4 separate regions of the Mus musculus genome follow, and all the other regions are linked to region 2. Evidence: chromatin contacts called from public ChIA-PET and promoter capture Hi-C data. All regions are on one chromosome and are shown on one strand. The core of a region is the stretch at or near the end of the contact, and the rest is flanking DNA. Distances in the headings are between cores, read along the strand shown. Region 1 has its middle 21 kb from the start of Gm38730. Region 2 holds the start of Gna12 (guanine nucleotide binding protein, alpha 12). Region 3 holds the start of Card11 (caspase recruitment domain family, member 11). Region 4 overlaps Lfng (LFNG O-fucosylpeptide 3-beta-N-acetylglucosaminyltransferase).

The links. ChIA-PET counts read pairs in DNA pulled down with a chosen protein or histone mark. Capture Hi-C pulls out chosen DNA fragments and counts their contacts.
Region 1: an RNA polymerase II ChIA-PET map of memory CD8 T cells shows a contact between it and region 2, with 17 read pairs. The contact joins the enhancer-like site here to the promoter of Gna12 in region 2. A contact is called at or near these places in 1 of 39 promoter capture datasets (the C10 cell line) and 3 of 115 datasets of contacts at active chromatin or transcription factors (effector CD8 T cells, memory CD8 T cells and microglia).
Region 3: a contact with region 2 is called in a promoter capture Hi-C map of adipose tissue. The contact joins the promoter of Card11 here to the promoter of Gna12 in region 2. A contact is called at or near these places in 2 of 39 promoter capture datasets (the C10 cell line and embryonic stem cells), 1 of 484 Hi-C or Micro-C datasets (B cells), 4 of 115 datasets of contacts at active chromatin or transcription factors (bone marrow-derived macrophages, effector CD8 T cells, memory CD8 T cells and 1 more) and 2 of 9 other capture datasets (adipose tissue and liver).
Region 4: a contact with region 2 is called in an RNA polymerase II ChIA-PET map of memory CD8 T cells, with 92 read pairs. The contact joins the enhancer-like site here to the promoter of Gna12 in region 2. A contact is called at or near these places in 2 of 484 Hi-C or Micro-C datasets (the N1E-115 cell line and cerebellum), 2 of 115 datasets of contacts at active chromatin or transcription factors (memory CD8 T cells and microglia) and 2 of 9 other capture datasets (liver and pancreatic islet).

Annotation. Positions count from the first base shown.
Region 1 is chr5:141,043,024-141,045,744 of GRCm38.p6, reverse strand. No RefSeq gene overlaps it. Among named protein-coding and RNA genes, the nearest start is that of Gm38730, 21 kb to the left of the region's middle. Within about 2 kb of position 1,469, at least 96 of the 459 cell types and tissues checked have an H3K27ac peak or open chromatin away from gene starts, as enhancers often do. A contact at or near this core is called in effector CD8 T cells, memory CD8 T cells and microglia, where this site is marked.
Region 2 is chr5:140,829,097-140,831,940 of GRCm38.p6, reverse strand. It overlaps Gna12 (guanine nucleotide binding protein, alpha 12), which reads left to right and starts at 1,510. Exons shown (of 4, transcript NM_010302.2): 1 at 1,510-1,947. The coding sequence starts at 1,645.
Region 3 is chr5:140,999,280-141,001,979 of GRCm38.p6, reverse strand. It overlaps Card11 (caspase recruitment domain family, member 11), which reads left to right and starts at 1,384. Exons shown (of 25, transcript NM_175362.2): 1 at 1,384-1,573.
Region 4 is chr5:140,615,483-140,618,307 of GRCm38.p6, reverse strand. Lfng (LFNG O-fucosylpeptide 3-beta-N-acetylglucosaminyltransferase) reads right to left here. Exons shown (of 8, transcript NM_008494.3): 8 at 2,763-2,825. Among named protein-coding and RNA genes, the nearest start is that of Lfng, 9.6 kb to the right of the region's middle. Within about 2 kb of position 1,352, at least 166 of the 459 cell types and tissues checked have an H3K27ac peak or open chromatin away from gene starts, as enhancers often do. A contact at or near this core is called in the N1E-115 cell line, liver, memory CD8 T cells and 1 more, where this site is marked.

The sequences.
Region 1 (2,721 bases), core at 220-2,719, 210 kb before region 2:
TCTCTTCTGCCCAACTACTGGCTGTTGGCAAACAGAATTAACTTGGGGGCAGGGCCACTCAGTATCTTACTTGTGAACTCTTTCAGACTCTCTCATCTCTGGTGTTTCAGTCTTGGGGGCCCCAAATTAGCCAGCATAGGCCAACACATTACATTAGTACCTGAGCTCAGACACTCAATGCCCATGTAGAAAAGTCCGGGCCTAGTGTCACTTGCATGTAGCTCAGTGCTGGGGTGGATGGAGATGCTTGGTGGATGGATACCTGGGCTTGCTGGTGGTTGGCCTAGCCTACACAGGCAGTTCTAAGGAGTGAGAGAATTTGTCCTAATAGTTAAGGTGGCCAGGCACTAAGGACTGCCACCTAAGGTTGCCCTCTGCCCTCCACACACACACACTCTCGCACACACACGCACATGCACAAGCACACATGCACTTGAGCACATACGGACATTCATGCACACACACACACACACACACACACACACACACACACACTCATCCACACATAATCACAATTATCACTGAAAGCACCTAGCTTACAGGCTCAACCCCTTATCCTGCTTCTGCAGCCTCCGATTCTTATCTGTGGGAAATCACAAGGTCCTGTGGTATCAGGATCCCACCCCCGACCCCAGGCAGAGGTAGCTGCTGAAACAGGAAGTGTTTATCCACACAGTAAGACCGAGACCGCCAGCAAAAGCTGAGGAGAAAAGTAAAGAAAAGTGTGCGTGCTGCGTGGACTGATTTTCATAAAATTAACATCATAGTGTATAATAATGCTCCCAATATAACGTCTTTTCCCAATTAATATTTATAACCTTGCACGGATTAAATCATACTTTTGTGATTATGTTAATCATCATTTTTAAGCCTTATTCAGGGCCAAAGATAACAGCTGGCTGCGCTTTTTGCTTTGTTTTGTTTCCTTTTCTTTTTGAGACAGTCTTCCTACATAGCCCAGGCTAGCCTCAAATTCTCAATCTTTTCGCTTTGGCCTCCAGTGTGTGGAGATTACAGGCACATGCTGTAGTGCCTGGCTTTTTCTTTTGTTGGCTTTTGTCTTTAGAAAGTTCTAGTGACATTCCAAATTCTTCCAAGAGAGAGAGCCATTGTGACTTTAATAATGGTGACACACGTTCACATAGGCATCTGCCCCTGAAACTGAAGTCTTCTTAGACACCTGGTTCCAAAAGGTTTCAGGTTTTTATGATTCTTTCTAGAAGTGTCCCTCTTTTGCACACATTAAACATAATTGAAATGGGAGACGCATCCACTCGGCACCCACGCCCTCCTGAACCTCTGTCTCACGGCAGGACCGTTGCCTCCTGGGATAAGGGTCTTCAGCAAGCATGAGAGACCAGCGTGCCCAGCAGGCTAGTGCAGGCAGAGTTACATCCTGCACGCTGCCCGTCTGCTCTCCCAACTGCTCAGCTATGGGCTCCATCCGACACCCTAGCTTTGTTCGCAGAAGCTGCACACTCCACCCCTCAGCACAGGAAGTAGAGCACGAAGCTGCATCAAGTCTGTGGGCTGGCAGTGGGCAAACCTCACGGCTCTTCCTTTCCCAGCAACAGATTCTTTTTCTTCGTCCTTTTAAGGACTGAAGAGATGGCTTAGTTCCTGTGTAAGCGCAAGGACCTGCGTTTGGATCCTCAGCTCCCACGGTGCACCTCAAAGTGCTCAGAAAAAAAAAAAAATCTGCTGCGTGCTCGGCCCTAAATGGGGCATCTATATCCAACCCTCCTACATGATTCAGGGAACATCATGGAAGCCAGGCAGAAGATGAAGAAGAGAGTTGTGAAACACTGGCTTCTGGACATGACCATGGTACCCGTGAACCCACAGCTGCTGTGGTTACCTGCGCACAGACAAGCCCGACATCATTCCAGCATGGATTGGGGAGGAGCTCACAGGCTCCACCCTCATCCATGATTGGCAGCTGATTGCTGCAAGGGGAGGGAGTCAGTTATAGTCAAAGACAGCAAACGCTTCTGCCTTACACACATGGGTAGGAGCTGCCATAACTGGATTCAGCCTGTTGTAACAAAATAAGAACACATAAAGTTGGGAGGGGGACATAATAGGGGGTCTTGGAAAAGGGAATTAGAGGGTGGATAGGATCAAAATGTCTTGTAGACGTGCATGCAACTCCCAGAGAATAAGTAATATTAGATATACTTAAAGCCAGGTGTCAAGCATTCCTCTTTAACTGCAGCACAGAGGGATACAGAGGCAAGTGGACTCCTGAGGCTCACTGGCCAGCCAGCTCTCGGCTCAGTGAAAGATCCTGCCTTAAGAACTAAGGTGAAGCACAACCAATGCAGGAAGACACTTAACCATCAACCTCCACACATGTGCACATACATGCATGCACACTTGCACACACATCAGCACATGCATATGTGGAGGAAAGATCGCATGACCCCTCTGCTGAATCCTGCGTTAGCCAGGCCTGCTATGAGACAGTACCACCAGCCAGGCAGCTCAGTAGTAACATGTCATGCTGTTGGGGGGTTGGGGGTGGGGTGGGGTCTGAAGTCCAAGGTCAAGGGGTCTCAGCTTGGTTCCTACGGAGGACTGGAAAGCAAGAGGTATGTCTTCCCATCTCTGTCACTTGACAACAATCTTTGATGACCCTTGACTTGTGCACTTAAGGGAGGCAGCTCACAACTCCAGGGTACTGTTCATCACAGCAGGAAGACAATGCATGGATGTAAAGCA
Region 2 (2,844 bases), core at 261-2,760:
TGAGGACCTGTGTTCAGATTCGCTAGAATCCACACACAGCCAGACGCAGTAGCAGGCATCTGTACTCCAAGCAAGATGGGAAGTAGAGATGGGCTATCTTCAGTTTCTGAGCCAGCTACCCCAGCATATGCAATGGCAAACAATAAGAAACCCTGCCTCACACAAGGTGGAAGGCAAGGGCCAACACCAAAGGTTGTCTTCTGTTTGTAATAGAAAGTGGGATATGGAACAGGTACACATATTGAAAAAAAACATTTTGAGACAGAGTCAAGCTTTAGTCCAGGCTGGCCTCAAATTCCATATTTTCCTGTCTCGGGCTCTCTCAATACTGGGATTATATCACACAAGCTTGACCTCCTCTTGCAACATCATCTCTAGCCAAGATGGTGAGAGAGTTACTATGTAGCCCTGGCTGGCTTCAAACTCATCTCAATTCTCTTGCTTCTGTAATGATTCTCCATGCAGCACCAACACCCTTCAGACACCACACTTCAGACCACTATTCCACATCAAACTGCCTGAGTGATTATGACAAACACAGATGTGTGTGTGCGCGCTCGTGCATGTGTGTGCAAGTGTGTGTGTGTGTGTGTGTGTGTGTGCGCGCGCCAGTGCACATACATACAAAGGCCAAGAAGTCGCTCAACTGCCTCCCCTCTGTAACGTTTCAAACAGCTTCTCTCACTGAACCTTAAGCTTATCATTGGGGCTAGGATAGCTGCACAGCAAGTTACTGGAATTGGTCTTATCTTGGGTTTTGAGAGGTGGGGTTACAGGCACAACTGGAAATTTGAACTCATGTCCTCACACTTTCACAGTTCTTTCCCACTGAACCATCTCCCCTTAATCATATTTTAAGAAAGTGCCTAGGGAGACCCATACAATAATTTTGTTTGTTTGTTTTCTCCTTATTTGGGGCCCATGTAACACTCAAAGCAGCTTTTGTTTGAAAATGATGACCCACCCTGCTTCAATGTTTTTGGAAGGAAAACGACTGAGCTTTCTCCCTAAACTTAAGAGCAGGAGGACCTCATCGCTATTTCCCAACTTTGCAGCCACATCTTGGGCTCACAGCCGGACCAACCTGGGAATCAAGGCAGAGAGTCACTCTGTACACCTGGCACTTTTGGCCTCGCCCCATTTCCCACAACTTCCAATCCCAAGCGTAGTTATTGTGACTGACAAACGATCAGAGCACTTCTAATTGGTTGCGAAGGGCTTCAGCTCCTCCTCCTCAATGGCCCCACCTCCCTTTCATTCTGAAAGAAAGAAGTTTGCTCAGCAGTCCAATAAGAAGCTCCCTCATCGAAAAGATCCCGCCTTTTTCGGCACCGGCTCCGCCCCAAGGACCACAGGAGTGCCCGCCTCCTCCAAGGCACGCTTGTCCAGTAAAAAAGCGCGCTGCCCAAGATAGAAGACTTCCCAACCAATAAAAGAGTTTCTGCGCGGCGCCGCCCCGCCCTCCGCGCCTTCCCCTCCGCCCCTCAGCCGGCCCGGCGAGTGAGGGCCTCGGGGCGGCGGCGGCGGACGCAGCCTGAGGGAGCGGCGGGCGGGGCGGCGCCTGGCCCGGCAGGGCCGCGCCGGCTGAGGGGCGTCCATGGCGCGCGGGCCCCAGCGGGGCGCGGCCGCGGCCTGAGGGCGGCCATGTCCGGGGTGGTGCGGACCCTTAGCCGCTGCTTGCTGCCGGCCGAGGCCGGAGCCCGCGAGCGCAGGGCGGGCGCGGCGCGCGACGCGGAGCGCGAGGCCCGACGGCGCAGCCGCGACATCGACGCGCTGCTGGCCCGCGAGCGGCGCGCGGTGCGGCGGCTGGTCAAGATCCTGCTGCTGGGCGCCGGCGAGAGCGGCAAGTCCACCTTCCTCAAGCAGATGCGCATCATCCACGGCCGGGAGTTCGACCAGAAGGCGCTGCTGGAGTTCCGCGACACCATCTTCGACAACATCCTTAAGGTGACGCGCGGCCCCGCCCACACACACCTGGTCCAGGTGGCGCGCGGGCCCCGCCCCCTTTGTTCTCCACGGACCCGCGACCCTGCCACCCGGCGCCCCTCCCTTCCAATAGGGACCTCAAGCAATGCAGTTGGGGTTACTCCCGTGACCTCCCAGGGGCGCGATAGATTTGCAGAGCCCTGGACGCTTGGGGACCGTGGGAATGCAAGCTGGACCACTCTCAGGGACTTGGGTTACAAATAGGGTGTTAGGGCTGGACACGTGGATTGAGGGTCGCCAACTCTCCCTGTCCCTCCAGCATGCAAAGTTTATAGTGTAGGTTGGAGGACATCAGCCTTCGTTTTTTATTTGTAAATGAGAATTGACCATTTTATTCCCCCCACCACACACACACACACACATTATATCATATACCCCAGACTGGCCTTGAACTCACTCTGTAGCTAAGAATGACCTTGAACTCCTGATCCTTTCTCTCCTCAACTTCTCAAATCCTGGAATTACAGAGGAGGAGGGCGCTGTGTCACCATACTTTGTTCGTGTAGTGCTGGGATTGAATCCAGAACTTCATGCGTGCTAGGGAGGACATTACTAACTAGACTAAGTTGCCAGTGTTTGTATTTTTGAGATAGGGAGTCATGAAGCCCAGGCTGGCCTTGCCATGTAGACAAGGCTGACCTTAAACTCCTTATCCTTCTGACCCGTCTCCCCAGTGGTAGGATTACAGGCATGTGCCACCCATACTTTGTTCTTTAAACCTTTTAGTATGGTGATTTAACATACACACCAAGTTAGGTGAGATGTTAGAAGGAGCTTCGAGACACCCACTACCCAGCATTGAAACAAGGGTCAGTTCTGTGCCAATCGTGTTCGTCCCTAACCACCTCCCTACCTGTA
Region 3 (2,700 bases), core at 135-2,634, 170 kb before region 2:
AGTGGTAGAGCCCCTGCCTAGTCCCCCAGTGAGGGGTTGGGGGCATGGCTCAGTGGTAGAGCACCTGCCTAGAATTCCCCAGTGAGGGGTTGGGGGCATGGCTCAGTGGTAAAGCCCCTGCCTAGAATCCCCCAGTGAGGGGCTGGGGGTGTGGCTCAGTGGTAGAGGCCCTGCCTAGGATCCCTCAGTGAGGGGGGCTAGAGGTACATCTTAACAGTAGAATGCCTGCTTACTATGTAGAAGACCCTGGATTCAACCTCCATAATGCAAAACCAAAAACTAACAATGCTCCTGAATGGGCAAAGCCAGTCTCAGCTGGGACTGAGTGTGCTCCTGCTAGGTGGGACCATGACTGGAAGAGGCAGACATAGAAGTCTCGTGTTTGGATGGATCATGGTGTAGGTGTGAACTACACGTTTTTATTCAGTTGGTGAGAAGCTGTCAGCCTGGTGCATATACCCTTGTGTATCTTCATGTGCTTGAGTTGTGTTAAAGCCTGTGGATTCCTTTCTTAGCTTGCATGGAGTGGTGGGGAGTGCTCTCCTTTACAGACTGAAACATTTATAAGCGTTCTTGGTGTGCAAGCAGGAGGACCCAAGTTCAAATCCCAAGTGCTCCCACACAAAGCGGAGTGTGGCCAGGTCTGCAACCCCAAGGCTGTGGGGGTGGCAAGAGGGGGGTCACTGAGCTTACTGTCCCCCAGCCTAGCTCCAGGTCCAGCAGGACACTCAAGGGCAGAAGGCAGAGAGCAATCTGTAAAGCCAGGCACAGACAGCATCTTTCAGAAACCAGTGCACATATGCCCCCCCCCACACACACTTTAAAAAGTAATCTTAATTAATTTTTCAAAGAGTTTTCTTCTAAGGGGAGCTTATTTCTCTGAGCCTAGTGTTGGGGACCATGTGCTGTCTATTTATTTTAGGGACATATTCTTTCAGGTTCCTGGTTCCATTTCTGAGCAAACTTGACTCTCTCATGGTAGGAGTAGCTGCCCTCTTCCACATCACCCCTCCCAATGAAGAAACTCCAAATTACCCTACAAATAACTAAAAATGTAGTTACCCCTCCTAAGTCTACACTGGGACCTCGTTAATTGACAGCCCAGGCTGAACCAGCTTCACCACACTTAAAGCAGGTGGCCTGGCCACCTTGGACTCAGCACCCAGGCCCCTGACCCTGGCACACCCCTTCCCTCATTACAGCCAGGCCCCCAAAGCCTTAGGCTCAAGCTCAACCCCTCCCCCTCCTTATCTCTTTTTCTAACCTTTTGCAATTTTTTTCAAATCTCATTTCCTGTCTGGTTTTGCATTTTTCTCCCCCGCCCCTACCAGCCTATGACACACTTTCTCTCTCTCTCTTCTCTCTTCTCTCTCTCTCCCACTTCTCTCTCCTCCCCTTGAGTTTTCTGATCTCTGGACTCCTGGCGCCTCGCATCCCTACGGGTCACCAAGGCCCAGGGAGGGTGGCAGCCTCAGGCAGGTGCATGCTGGAGCCCAGAGCCCAGTGCTGGAGGAAGTTGGAGAGCAGCGTGGAGGAAGCGCCTCGCCGAGCCTGTGGAGCATGAGCACCCCAGGTAGGTGCGGCCGGGCTGGGGAAGAGAGAAGGATGTGAAGAGGCTGTGCTGTAGGGACAGCAGGGGCAAGCTGGAGGCCTTAGGGAAGGTAGCATGGAGGAGTGGTAAGGAGTCCGCTCTGCACCCTGCCCTGCCCCTCTCCCCTAGCCCTCGCTAAAGGTTTTGGACTTCACTTTGTAACTCTTGGGTCGCTAAACTGCTCCTCCCCTAGATATCACCAGAGAGGAAGGGAAGTTTGCAGGTCACAGCCCAGCCTAACTCAGAGGGTCTTGAGTAGGTGGCCTTCCTTGCTCTCCAAAGAGAGGTACCGTGTCATGGGAGACATGTCTATTGGGGTACCAATGGCCTGCTGCGTAGAGCCTCTTCCCCAAACCTGATGAGAAGGTTAAAGAGCTCTTCTGTCCCTTAGGGGTACTGAATACAGGATAGAGTGATGTATCAGCTATTACGCTGTGGGGAGCAGATGGCTCAGGACCATGGCCTAAGCCTGGACTTCCTCTCACTGTCTTAGCCAGAGGCCAGCAGCTCAGCCTTGACTTCTGTACAGCCAGTTTGATTTGTAGTTTGAAAAAAAGTTGGTTTTTTTTTTCTTGTGACATTTATGACTTTTCTGGAAGGTCTGACCTACTAGGAAGCAGGGGGAGGGGTCCCTCACTTAACATTTATTTAGTACCTGTGTATGCATAATATGTCCTGGAAATCAGTGGATGTGAATTAGTGTATGGACAGGAATTTGACTGCAGTTCTTCACCCTCATGCCTTCCCTGAACCCCACTTATCTCCTTCCTCGAGACGTCTGTAAAGAGAAAATAGATCCCTCCAGGCCTGTGATGGGTGCTTCGAGCATAAAACCAGGGAACTTCAGCTGTGCGGCATCACAGGGAAGTGGTCTACACCTATGCAGATTCTATTAGCAGAGTATCAGCAAAGCAGGCTGATGATGTCACACAGGGAGATGTCACCCCTATACCCACACCCACACCCAGCCTCAGAGACTGCACACAAAGTATCCTACCTGCAACTAAGATGAAAAAAACCACTACAGCAAATCTGCAGGTAAAACTCACATGGTTGCCAGGCACTCTGAAAGCTGAGGCTATAGGGCTGCGAATTCTAAGCTAGCCTGG
Region 4 (2,825 bases), core at 103-2,602, 210 kb after region 2:
TAGGAGAATGTGCCACAGGCTAGGCCAATGGGTCTGACAAATTGCTGTCTGCCCAGGGCCTTCTGCTTCCTCTTGAGACCTCATGAGGCCCAGAACAGAGGCTGAAGCCACCCAGCGGGCTCTGACTTCTACCATCAGAGGTCCAGCCTCAGGGAGAGACGAAATGGCTTTGCTCACTGCCCTTCCCAGCCTTCTCCTCACCAGGTCCCTCCAAACCCCACCCTGGGGTGCATTTGTCTGGGCTGTGCCAAGCTTGAACACCCACAAACACATGCTGACTTCTGCTCACACGCTGTGGTTTTGGCCTTCCGGCTCCAGCAGTGAGGCACCTCTTCCAGGAAGTCAGCCCTGCTGACCCCAGAGGGGAGGGAAGTTCAGAGAGGGAAGTTGAAAGCTTCAACCCTACCCTGCCACCCTCTCCCAGACCCAGCTCATCTCGAGAGAGGAAGCTGGGTGCCTTCCTGCTTCTGCACCCTCCCTGACACCCTAGAGCTTGCGTGGTGTGCAGTGTTACTTTTATTGAGAGCTGGGAGGGGAGGAGCATCATTCAGTAGGTAGCCTAGGCTGGCCTTGAACTCTTGGCGATCCTCCTGCCTCTGCCTCCCCATCCCTGAGATTTACAGGCACGAGGCATCAGTGTACCTGGCGTTTTATAAACTTTTGGAAGCCCCAGGACAGGATACCTGACTGAGTAACTGACCAGAGAGGAGGGCTCCTCGCTAAGACCCTCACTGAGGCGGCCAGGCAGCCAGTCATTGGTGGCGCACGCCTTTAATCCCGGCACTTGGGAGGCAGAGGCAGGTGAATCTGAGTTCCAGATCAACCAGGACAGCCAGGCAGGCCTACACAGAGAAATTCTGTCTTGAAAAAAAATCAATTAATCAATCAGTCAGTCAGTCAGTCAGTCAGTCAGTCAGTCAGTCAGCTTGCTTCCCTCCTCAGGAGAAACTCTTCCGCCTGCTCTACCTGGGAGTTGTTGAAGCCACTGGCTAGACCCTTCCTGGGCCCTCCCTACTTGGCTTCTGTTTCTTAGATGATTTTTTTGACCTCACTTGGTAACCCATGCTGGCTCTGATCTCACGACCCTCACAATCCTCCTACCTCAACAGCCTCATGAATAATACTAGGTTAGAGACCTATGCCACCTCACTGGGTTCCCCTCCTGCTCCGTGCTGAGGTTCTGCCCTCCAGGCTCAGGACCACCCTCTGGCTCCAATCAGAATGGGAAGCTCACCCTGGCTGGGGCCCCCAGCTCCATGCCGGCGGCGAGGTTGGTGCCGCTGTACCACACCTCTGTGGCTGCCAGCTCTGTGCCAGCTGCAAGGGGCTTTTGACGACCAGAGCAGAGGGTAGCAGGCCTCTGACTCATCCAGGCAGGAAGGAGGCTCATGGCCCGTGTGCAGACTGCTCCACCGTGACCTTTCCACCCTTACAAATGTCAGCTTCCTCATCTAGAAGTAGGGCCCCAAGCCACCGCCACCAGGCCCTGTATGCCAAGGACCACGGCCACCACTGGGGATCCCCTACTCTGAAAATCCCAGGCAGCTGCCTCAGGCCTTAAAAAGCCAAACTACAAAGCCAAGGTGGGGTCAGGCTCTGGCCAGTCACCCCACAAGGCAAGAGCAGTTACCAGCAAGGGCCATGCCCAGCCCACTTGGGGGTGCTGAACCCACAGCTGTGAGCAATGTCTGGTGGAGTGCAGGACAGATCTCTAATCAAATGGTGTGGGGAAGAAGGCAAAGGACACAGGGGTGGCAGGTAATGAGGACCTAGCCCCGTGAGTCCGGGGTCAGGTCAGAGCAGGCAGCCACCTACAGAAGGGCAGCAGGTGGGCAGCACTAGCCTGCTTCTCTGTAAAGGAGCGGAAACAAGGAGACCACAGGGAAGGAGTGTGGTGAGGATCCCCCGATCAGCCAGCCTCTGTGGCTGGATTTGAGGAAGGTCCCTGAAGAGCCTCAGAAAGATCCGAGTCCTCGCCAGCTCTACCCACGAGTGAGCAGCCTGGGTACTGCCCATCCTCAGAGGATACATGACAGGTGTATCTCATGACAGATGAGAGGCCAGGCAGTGTCAGCAGAGTTGACAGGGAACGAAGATCTAGGGGGGGTGGGGGTCATCCACCTCAGCAGCCTGGCTGCCTGACTTTGGTCATCCTCATTTAGCCTGCTTTGAGCCTCAGTTTTCCTGTCTGGAAAATGGGTCTCTGGCCAGCCCCCACTAGCCACTGCACCTCCTCCAGAAAGGTCTGGACACAGTGAGGTTGACACAGGGCATGACCTGATCAAGCAGCTACCGCCATCAGCCCTGTCCAATTCCCACCTCCCAACATGGTATCAACCCATCAGAGGCACATCTACACCAAGCTGGCCATACTTCATCTATTTTAACACTAGTTTCCCTCCCAAGTCGTAAACTTGTTGAATTCTTCTTCTTTTTTTTTTTTTTTTTTTTTTTTTTTTTTTTTTTTTTTTTTTTTTTGGTTTTTCGAGACAGGGTTTCTCTATATAGTCCTGGCTGTCCTGGAACTCACTCTGTAGACCAGGCTGGCCTCGAACTCAGAAATCCCCCTGCCTCTGCCTCCCGAGTGCTGGGATTAAAGGCGTGCGCCACCATGCCCGGCTAACTTGCTGAATTCTTACCAATTGCCTTCTTCTCTATGTCATGACTGGGTCTCCCCTGCCCTCATCTGAAAGTCCCCTCGAGTTACCTTGATGGACAGGTGGCTTAGCCCCAACTCCCAAGCAAGACTAGGGCCCCTTGGGTTGCTGCAAAGAGCACCTTTATTCAGAGGAAGGACGTCACCATAGCAACAACACATCAATTCC